Linked DNA regions of Sus scrofa: region 1 is linked to region 2. The links are chromatin contacts, called in public Hi-C maps. All regions are on one chromosome and are shown on one strand. The core of a region is the stretch at or near the end of the contact, and the rest is flanking DNA. Distances in the headings are between cores, read along the strand shown.

Region 1 (5,316 bases), core at 518-3,017, 160 kb before region 2:
ACTGAGTCACATGATAACTCTATGCTTAAAACTTTGAGGAACTGCCAGGCTGTTTTCTAAAGTGGCTGCAACATTTTACATTCCCATCAGCAATGCCTGAGGAGAAGGCAACTGACGGGAGAACACAGAAGGGAGACATTGACTGGTGCCTGTGCAGAACAGCTAAACTAGCGCTGCAGGATGAGAACTTGTGTTACTGACAACAGGGATGAAAAGGCTTCACATACCAAGTTTTTCTTTTTTCTTTTTCTTTCTTTTTTTGGGGGGTGGGGTGGGTGGAGGGCTGCACCCGCCGCATATGGAAGTTCCCAGGCTAGGGGTCAAATTGGAGCTATAACTGTTGGCCTATGCCACAGCCACGGCAACGCCAGATCCGAAATGCGTCTGTGACCTACACCACAGCTCACAGCAATGCCAGATCCTTAACCCACTGAGCGAGGCCAGGGATGGAATCTGCATCCTCATGGATTCTAGTCAGATTCGTTTCCGCCAAGCCACGAGGGGAACTCCTCCAAGTTTTAGAAAGAAGAGATACTGGCTGTTAGTGTATCTTCCTCCTTTCCTCCCCCTCTGCTTAGGCCCAGGTTAAGGCAAGTGAACCTAACAGCTTTTTTACACCCAGACCAATGTTCCCCCATCTCTAACAGAAAATAATGCATAACTTGCAGAGCCAGCCATTGAAAAGTCTTATATTATTTTTCAGATTCAGGTGGTAATATACATTGTCCTTTTCTGCTTACTAGAATTGGTGTGTAAAATTTATGAAATTTTATAAGCCAGGCCCTCACCATTCCCTTCAATGCATCAGGCTGAGCCCAGCCCAAATACATACGTTTAGTACAGGTCAAGCATACGCTAGCTCCAACACAGTGTATTCCTGCATAGTGGCATCTGCAAGCCAAACAGAACTGGTAGAGGAAAACAGATGGCTTCTAAAAGGGGAAGAGAAGAAAAACAGAAGGTCAGGTAGAAAGGGGTGGAGGGAAGGAAGGGAACAGAAAGAGGCTAAGAGAAAGGAGAAGCATATTTTCTGGTTTTGCTCTTCCCACCTGTCACGGCACTCTCCTTGCTGGTTGCCAGCAGGCTCCCTTGCAAACACAGCTGCAAGTGACAAAGAGCAGCCACTGTCCTACTCAGGGGGTCCCTTCTATGTTCCATATTGTAAACTGTACTGAAATGCCAACTGCTTACAAGAGAGGGAATTATACCCCCATTAGAGCTTGAGGAGCAAAGTGCCAACTATATCCAACTAATTAGTATGAAGGCTCATAGGTTTCCTACAAAATAACAAGACTCCTCAGAAAATAGTAAAAACAAACAGAATCAAGAGATTAAGTACCAAAAACTGTGGCTTTTTAAAAAATTTTGTAGATTTGTCAGACCTGTGATTAATTCAATCAAAATAAAACTGTATCGTCATATAACTCCTGTAGTCACCACATGTTCAATTTGCTGTGGGGCTCTGCTCTTTCACAATTAAAAGAAAATTACCAAGTCTTTCCCCAGCAGAGTTAGGGATTGCCACTAGGGACTGCCAATAGGGGGAAATGCTTCACACCAAGTTTTACAGAGGAGAGATACTAGCTGTCCAGGAATTCTCCTTTTTCTCCCCCTTGCCGAGGCCTAAGCCAAAGCCAAAGCCAAGGCAAAGGGAACATAAGCAGCTTTTTACACAGAGACTAATGTTGCCAGCAGCGTTCCAGTGGCCTTGCTCACGGCAGGAGAAGGCATAGTGACTAATACCGCTGGGTCTTGTTGAAGGAAAGTGGCTGGCTTCCTTTGATCCACTGAGTGGTGTGCTGATCAGTGTGATTTCCCTGTTCTGCTGACTGTGAGCGTGTTGGGGAGAGCGGGAGAGCTGGCTTCTGAGAGGCCCATGCAGGGAAGCAAATTCCAGAGCTGCCGAATCACAGAAAGCAGCAAGAAATAAAAGAGGGCTGAACTGGAAGCAGACACCTTAATTCTGCCAGCATGTTACTTACTGATATAAGGATCTCTGGGAGAGGAATGAAGTAGGTGCTTCTATACGTCTAATTCATCAATTGCAGTACTACACATAACTATTAAACGCCGTGTTCAAGACCAGAGTCCAAGCTCCTGAAACTATCATTTAATAGAAAAGTTTTAATTACGTCATTTTGATGGGTGAGAGGAAAAAACAGGAATTAAGGTTTTTTATAAAAAATTAAAATTAAAAAAGCAAGAATTCATCGGCATCTGTGGCTCTTGGCCGAGCTGTGGAGACGAAGGAAGTCCACCCAGCACCTGCGTGTGTGTGCAGGCCCACAGCTACACACCCTCTCTTCTACTTGCCAGAGAAGAGGCTGCTGGATTAACATGAGTTAATCTGCTTGCATGCTATGCACATTTTTCCCCCTAGTAAACTGCAAAATTTACCTAAAGATAAATATAGCAGTCTCTTAGTCCTTTGCTCCATTCAGCTGCTGCTGACAAACACTTCTGTTATCTCAAATTTCATCAGCAGATTGTACTCCTTCCTGGGGAACAGCAGCAAAAAGTAGCTTTCAAAAAGCATCGTCTCTGAGGTAAAATACACCACATTTAAATGACTTCTGAAAAGGGTAACTTTCCACCTTAAAATAATTCTTGATAGAGTGTATGATTTCTTACACTAGATCTAATCATTGCTGCTTTAAAGAGTAAACAGTCAACTGCAAATTGAACAAACTGCTTTGACTATCCTAGTACCAGAAATGAAATGGATTAGGTCAGCAGGTGGCATGTCATTTCGGTGCTGCCTGGGGGCCCAAAATTTCGTTAGGTCATTCTTATTCTGATGACAGCAGGACTGAAAACCAGAGCATTCAACATTACCTCCCACCTCCATTCTCACAGCCATCTTGGGCACAAAAGAGTTTACAGAAGTCCTGCATCTCCAGTATTGAGGCTGCTTCTAGGGCCTCCAAGATACCTGAGCTGAAGCTGCCCAAGATCTCTGGGACAGGATCTCTGATTTTGGCCTTCTTGGCCACACAAGGAAAGAGAGTTCTCCTCAACAGTTCTTAAGCATGTCAATGTGCAATTCCATTCTGTAGTACTTTCCTTAAAGGAAGGGACTGGCTGTTATGCCTCTGCTCAAAGGGGTGAGGAAACTGTCTAGCCTCTGCTCACATAGGGGGAGTGTTTGGAGAAAGGAACCAACTTAAGCTGAAAAACAAAAAGAAGCGTGATGGGGGTTGGGGAGACAGGCAGGAGAAGACAGGGTAAACTGGGAGAAAAATCCTCCTCTCCAAAAGTCGGGAGCTTCTTGCAATGATGGAAAATCTACACAATCCAACAAGAGTTTTTCTGTTAAGCCTCCTTTTCCCCACATGTATTTCAAACTAGTAGTAGAATTCTAAAACTAAGTAGTCTCCAAAGGTTGTTCCTATAACAGTCAAAATGAGATCAGATTATTTAAGAGTGTCTAGACTTTATGAGATTGAGATAACTCTCAACTTGCTAGGATAACGGAAAATGTTTTGATAAATTTGTAAACAATTTACAAATTTCAAGATTTCATGTCCTATCTTCAGACAATTATATTTATTTTTGCAATTGTACTTCTCTTGCCATTTTTAGTAGGAGTAAACTAGAAAATAACATCAGCTTTAGTATCAGAAGTCCAGGCTCAAGAACTTACCAGAGACCTTATCTTTTTCGCCTTCCTGGTATCTTTTTGGGTAACTATCTTCCCTGACTCTCAATATATGTGGTTCATCTAGGGACGATTTCAACCTTCCTTCAGGGGTGGCATGTGACTCAGGCCTGGTCAATGAGAAGACCCCAGTTCCCTGGCCACAGTGAAGGATGACTGGTTGGAGAACAGACCTGAAAATCATGTCTGCATCTTGTGCTGATACTTCCAGAAGCGGAAAAAAAAACCTTTTTTTCTCTTTTCATTGAGGTTGATAAAACGGCAGGCTGTAAACCCAGAGCTGCCAGAACCGACCACTGCCAATAGAGGACTGCCTGTACACAAATGAAGCCAGAAGGAGGAGAATGTCCTAAAACAAAGTTTAAGGCACTAAACACAGCCATGCCTGAAACTAGCCACATTTCTCAACTTATTAATTATGTAAGCCAATAAATTCTCTTTTTTGCTTCAAGAACTTTGAGTTTCCATCACTTGAAACCAGGAGTCTTCATTAATACACCAGCCAAATAACTGGTGTCACTCAATCTCACCACACATCAGTTTTCTAAACTTGAAGTGGGGGGGGGGATGTTTGTTTACCTTACAGAATTGAAACTGCTAAGCCCTACATAGGAGGCATTGATATTTTAACTAAAACAGAAGGTAAGGATGGAAGGAATAAGATACTCATGGGGTTAAATTGCTCCTAGCCGTTAGTGCTGATAAGATAATACTCTACGTCTATTAGTTTTCTCTTCATTTGCCCTAGCAGGGCCTACGAAATCTTTATCAAACCACTTAATCACCTAGTAAATCTTTAAGTGTTTTCCTTTTACTTTCAGTTGACAAGACTTTTCTACCTTCCTACATATCTTTGACCAAGCTACCTAGCTAGTTTACCATAACGAATAAGCAAAGGGATCACAGAAAGGGAAAATTAACAGTTCCATTTTCAAGGAGTGTGTGTGTGCTTGCATATGCACGCAGCCATTCATACATGAGATGAGGGAAAGGAATAATTCTCACCTGAAGGCAAATCAGAGAGGAGAAATTACCCCTAAACAAGATGAAAACCTAACTGCTTCAACCAATGTGCCAGACCACCCCTTCCCTCAAAGCATTAGTATTCTTAGAGCAGAACTGATCTATTAGGATTAGATTTTCAAAACAGAATTCATAATCAAATGTAACGTGTATTTTGTTATTTGTTGTAGTGACCTGATGAATGCTTGGTTTCACAGAACACTAGATCATATCTATCATGGATACCGGAAAAGGATAAGAAACTTTCTGTAAGAATGTGCCTCATCTCTAAAATATTAATATCAAAGGATTATTAGTGAAACAGATACCCAAAAGTAAAGGTACTAACTTCTGGTCCTCTTCTGAGTGATGTAAGTGGGGAAATAAATAAGCAAGAAAAGCACAAGCATATTTTACAAGAGCTAGGAAGAAAAATAATGAATGCGTTAACACTTTGAACTTTCAAAGCTTCTGGGCCTCAAGATGAACTATGAATGAAATCATCGTTAAGAGGAGGTTTTATTTCAAGATGTTTTCAATACCTTTGACATCAAGGTGTTTTTGTTCATCATACACAGGAGTATAACTACATCTATGACCAGTAAAAACCCCGTGGCTCAGTGCTTCCTAAACTTAACCCATGTTTCATATAAGCT
Region 2 (5,767 bases), core at 901-3,400:
GTTTATATTGCCTGATTCTTACAAACAGCTGAGAAGGTTTTTATTATTTGTTCATTTTATAGATAATATAACTGGACTTAGGGGTAAAAGATGGGTTGAAGAGAAAGGAAAGAAAAGAAAGAGACAGCTCAAAGGAAATTAAGCAAAAATGATTGGCTATAGATTCTGTGCCAGAGGCATCGTATTGAGAGAGGTACAAAGATGGAGACAGGAAAAATGAATAACATAGCACCAGATTCCTGCTCTCAAGGAGCCTGCCACCTTACGGGTCATGGAAGGTGAGGGCTGAAGTGACGAGCATATAAAAAGACAATGTCAATACAACTCCGTACGGAAGTATTTACTATTAAGTTCCTGGTATGTTAGACACTGCATGCGTTGCAGGGCACCGTCCCTCCTCTCATGGAGCTTACAGTTTAGTGGGAAAGTCAGCCATTAATCAAATAATCACGCAGATTTGAAACTGCACTTAGGTGGGGTAGAAGACACCAGATGGGCTTCAGCCTGACAAAGAATTAGTATCCAGAATATATAAAGAACTCCTACACATAGTAAGAGAGAATCCAATAGAAGCACTGGCAAATAAACCAAGGGGCAATTTTAAAAGACGAAAGGCAAATAGCCAATAAACAAATGAAAGTATGTTCAGTCTCTCTTGTAAACAGGGAATTGCAAATTAAAACACTGGAATACCATTTCACACCCACCAGCTTGGCAAAAATTTTAAAGTCTGACATTACCAAGTGTTGTTGAGGAAGCCAAGCACAGGAACTCTTAGACAGCTATCGAAGTGTAAATTGGTACAATCACTTTGAAAAACTGTTCAGCCATGCCCAGCAAAGCTGCCAATTCACACACCCAGAGCCCAGCAATTCCACGTCCAAGCATCTACCCTGGGGGGTTCACTTTCACAGAAGGGGATAGGTCTTTAAAAATATTAATTGTAGCATTGCTTCTAACAACAGAAAATGATGTGAAAACAAAGCTGAATGTCCTCCCGAAGGAGATGGGTAAAGTGTGGCGAACTCATCCAAAGGGACCCTGATCAGAAGTGAAAATGTATGATCCAGAATTACATGTATCAGTGTGGTTACCTTTCAAAATCATGCTGAGTGAAAAAAGTGAGTTACACAATGATACATCCAGTAAATGCCATTTCTTCAAAGTTTACAAACATGCCAAACAAGCCTATGAAGTGTTTACAGGCACAAACATATGCAGGAAAAAAAATACAAAAGCATGTATGGGACTGATGAACACCAAATGCAGGAGAGCGAGTACCTTAGGCAGGGGGCAGAAATGGGTGCAGAAGGCTCAACCTAGATCTGTAACGTTTTATGTCCTTAAACAAGATTTGAGGAAAATACGGCAAATGTTAAGCCTTGGCAGGTGGGGGGTAAGCAGGGGAAGGGTAAAGAATTAACACGTGTTAAGGGTATTATTCTCTGTGTGTTTTTTTTTTTTTTTTTTTTTTTTTTTTTTTTTGTCTTTTGTTGTTGTTGTTGCTATTTCTTGGGCCGCTCCCTCGGCATATGGAGGTTCCCAGGCTAGGGGTTGAATCGGAGCTGTAGCCACCGGCCTACGCCAGAGCCACAGCAACGCAGGATCCGAGCCGCGTCTGCAACCTACACCACAGCTCACGACAACGCCGGATCGTTAACCCACTGAGCAAGGGCAGGGACTGAACCCGCAACCTCATGGTTCCTAGTCGGATTCGTTAACCACTGCGCCACGACGGGAACTCCTCTGTGTGTTTTTTATATGCTTTGATCAATCAAAGGAGAATTTGATTGAATTGGGGGTGAGGTGGGGAGGGGTCAAGGATGGGGTCTCTGAGGAAACGATGCTTACTTAGGATGAGAGCCAAAAATTTAGGCGGTGAGGAAGGGCAGAAAAGCACACCAGGCAGGAAGGAGAGGCTGCACAAAGGGTGGGAGGTGGGAGGGTGAACACTGACCAGGAAGGGAGACCCCCAGTGTGGCCGCAGCTGAGTTGGGGGTGGGGTGGGGGATGGTGCACCAACCATACAGGCCTCATAGGCCTTCTGGAAAGGTCAGGCCTTTATGCCGAATACCACTATAGTGCCGAGATAGAAAGCTTTGGAGACCCAGAGACATGTCACTCTGCTGGACAGCAGAACAGGGAGGGCGGTCTTGCAGAGGTGACTCACATCTTAAGCTTTGGAGAATGAGTAAGAGGAAGCCAACTGGAGGAGGAGGGGGAGAAAGGTGTAAATTCCTTTGAAGGGGTTCAACAGCAGTAAAGATACCCAAGACCTTGGGTCAGGTGGTCTCAAGCAGGGTCCAACACCCAAGACAAGCTCCGAAAGGTGTCCGATAGAAAATGGCAGAGGAGAGTGGGCTTGGGGGGGTCCCAGGCTGGGCAGCCTTAAGCAGAGAAAGGCATGGCCAGACACGATTGTAGATTCTGGCGGTGTGTGAAGGATGGATTTGAAGGAGGCGGGAGTGTAGCAGGGAGCTCTTTGAGGAGAATTTGTTAATAGCCAATGAGAGAGGGACACCTAAGCCAAGCTGGCTGGAATTAGGATGGAGAAATGGAGAGTGCCTGGAGAGGTGCTGGGGGTGGGGGGGATGCGAGGCAGCTGCGATGATGGGGTGATTGGGAGTGCCATCACTGAGATGGACAATTACAGGAGCCAGACGCTGCGAGTTGGAGGTGCGTGCAGGGCAAGCCAAATGGAACTGTCCCGCCAGCGAAGAGATGGGCGCGCCGAGCACTGCGGATGGAGCTGAGAGTGGGAGGCGCCTCCTGTGGGTGGTTATTAACCACTCGCGGCAAATGAGTTGGTCCGGAGGAGGGCAGAGGAAGAAGAAACTGAGTGGGTCGGTGGGGACCAGAAGGAATGAGATTGGGGCGGGTGCAGGCCAGAGAGGACAGGAAGGGAAGGACCACGCCGACGCTGAGCAGCGCCCCGGGAGGTCAGCTCCGCGCGGGGCTGGGCGGACTTGGGGGCGCGGGCGGGTGTCGGCATCTCCTGCCTCCCCGCCGGGCTGCAGGCGGAGCCTGGGTGCGCGAGGCGTCGGCAGGCGCTGCAGAGCCAACCCCGGCCAGGGCCTTCCCGCAGCTCCTTGGGCTGCCTCGGCTGCAGCCGCCGGGAACAGCAGGGCATCCGCGCGGCTGGGCCACCCCGGCCATCCCGGCCACCCCAGGCTTCCCGCGTGTCCAGGCCGCGCCTCCCCACCGCCCGCGGACCTGGCGACGTCACTGCGGCTCTGACGCGCGCTAATGGAGGCACGGGTGGAGGCGGCGTGGCGCGGGCATCCTCCCGGGAGGTCCCGGTCCTTGCAGCCCGCGGCCGCGTTCTTGGCCCTACTCCAGGGGAACCTCGATTTTCCAAACTCGGGAAGGCCGGCTGTCCTTCGGCTACTGATAAGGACGCAAGCGCCGGGTAAAAGATTTTAACAATGCCCGGAAAGAAATAGTCGGACCCAAGAAAGAGACTAATAATAGCCGCCAGCTAGAGTTCTGCTCCTGTGCTCAGCGGTCTTAAGAACAATAATAACGACAACAACCACAATAGCCACCATTTATTGAGCGCTTACTCTGTGCCAGGCACTGTGTTAAGCGCTTTGCAGGCAACAACCCTCGGAGGTAAGTACCGTTATTATCCCTATTTTGCAGGAAACAGGGGCACAGAGAGGTTAAGTAACTCGCCCCAGGCACACAGCTAGCTGATGTCAGTGCCAGAATTCCAACCCAGGCAGTCTGATCCCATGTAATCGTCATGTCAACCCACTAAGGTCGGGATCATTTTCTCCATCTTAAAGATGAGGAAACTAAGGCACAGGGAAATTTAAGTACCTTGCCCAAGGTCACCTAGCTTGAAAATAGATGAGGCAGAAAGCGAACCCAGGGCTCCTCTCTGTCCGCAGAACCCGCGGTCTTGGCCAAAGGCGATGCCACTTCCAAACCACCTCCGACAGCCCAGCAGGCTTTGGCCCCGGGTCCCAAGAGGCGCAGCCTCTCCTGGGTTTGGGTGGTTTCCCGCGGCCTCCGATCCCCGGGTGAATTGGATGTTTCCGAGCATCATCCTGCTCAGCCCGAAGGCATCAGATAGAGACGCGTCTCCCGAAATCTGATCTGGGACCGGGCTGTGCAGTCCTGGGAAGGGATGGAGCGGGGGCGGAGGCAGCGGGAGGGATCCCGGGTCCCACCTGCAGAGCAGCAGAGCTGATGGTTTGCCCTGGCGTGGCCGGCAGAGGGCGCTGCCGCACGCGCCTCGGGTCCTACGGTCACCAGACTGCGGGGCGGGCGGGCCTCAGCATGCAGGCGCAGTAACCTCAAAACCCCGAAGCTGGAACCTTTCTTTCCTGGTAGCTGGCAACTTCACCTCTGCCCTGGGCTTGATTTTCCTGACCACTCCTCCCCATCTTCTTTGTCTTCAAGGTTTTCCCTGTCCCTGCACTGCTCGTTTGGTCACCTTTTGAGAGAAAAGAACACTGATCCCATTAAAAGGCCCTGTTGTTTGCCAGGTAAAACTCCACCTCGTCTCCCCTTCTCATAGATCCTTTGGTGATGCCAAATGGGCAAAAATCATCCATTAGAACAGATAACTTTCTGTCCTTCTCCAAAATAGGACTAGAGAATTGGTTAAGGAAGGAGCAGATAGATAAAAAGGATCTATTTTTAAAATAGCTACAGTGTATTAGGTGCTTGTTTTATGCTGAACCCTTTCTGTGTCTTGACTCCTTAATCCTCATCAGCCCTAAAAGGTATGCATTATTACTCTCATTTAACAGATGAGGTCACCAGACTGGTAAGTAGCAAGGCTGGGACTCCACTAGGAATATCTGACTTTAAAAGCCATGTTCCTGTCACCCAGAATGCACATGCTGATGCAGCTGAACAGAAGAGGTAAGAGACAAACCATGCCAAACACAAACCAAGATTTGCCCTAAGAGTGCTCAGAAATACCACATGTGAATCAGGGGCTTCAATAACTTTCTGAGCCTCAATCTGGGACTCTGTCTAAAACAGAAAAACAAACCTCAAAGTGCAATGAGAGAAGAATAGGAATGAGGCATTTAGCTTTCCCTTGGAAGAGCAGCTGGAGAGGCCCACTCACTTTCTATGTCTGGGCTCTGAGGAAATAAAGGTGGTTCTAGGAAAATCTGAAAAGTAAGAGAGGAAAAAAAAAATCCCTTCTGTGGTTTTTTTCTTTAACCAAGCCTCATTTTGCTATTTGTGTTTTATTTTAAAACTAATGTGGCTCTCCCCACCCTTTAAATTGGCACGTAAATAGCAAAAACAGAAGGAAGGCCAGCTACAAACTTCAAATGTGGTGGGTTTCTCAGGAAGGAGGTACATGACTTGAAGTGGAAATGAGGATTAAATGAGGTGCCTTAAACATTTCAAAGACAGACTTTCCACAAGGACTGTGGATCATAAGCCTTTAGAACAGGAGCTTTGTCTGGGTTTGGGCTTGGTAGAGTGTCCAGAATTTGTGAGTGCCCCAAAATGTGGAAAACGAATCACACTTCTAGTGTCTGTCTGCATCATCTAATCATCTCGGCCACCGCTCTGCTTACAGCTTTAAAGGTTGGCTTCTGGAGGATTTTCCTGTTCTCAGATGTCAGACACACATCCTCCCTCAGACCCCTTACTTTTCCAGAAGTTTGCTCTGGGAATTCAGTCAAGGTGAGGCAATGGTTGATGATATCACTAGGCTTGTTTGAAGAGATTGACAGGCCAGCTCTGGAATCACCAACTGGAGGTTTTTCCAAACTGGGAAACCAAGGCAGAAGGG

Evidence for each region. Hi-C and Micro-C count contacts between places; a contact is called where the count stands out from the background.
Region 1: a Hi-C map of embryonic fibroblasts shows a contact between it and region 2, with 1.8 times the contacts expected there. The contact joins two enhancer-like sites. A contact is called at or near these places in 2 of 47 Hi-C or Micro-C datasets (embryonic fibroblasts and fibroblasts).

Annotation. Positions count from the first base shown.
Region 1 is chr2:16,415,957-16,421,272 of Sscrofa11.1, reverse strand. The region is part of intron 5 of PHF21A (PHD finger protein 21A); the gene reads right to left. Among named protein-coding and RNA genes, the nearest start is that of PHF21A, 77 kb to the right of the region's middle. Within about 2 kb of position 1,767, at least 33 of the 83 cell types and tissues checked have an H3K27ac peak or open chromatin away from gene starts, as enhancers often do. A contact at or near this core is called in embryonic fibroblasts, where this site is marked.
Region 2 is chr2:16,251,769-16,257,535 of Sscrofa11.1, reverse strand. No RefSeq gene overlaps it. Among named protein-coding and RNA genes, the nearest start is that of CREB3L1, 34 kb to the right of the region's middle. Within about 2 kb of position 2,150, at least 32 of the 83 cell types and tissues checked have an H3K27ac peak or open chromatin away from gene starts, as enhancers often do. A contact at or near this core is called in embryonic fibroblasts, where this site is marked.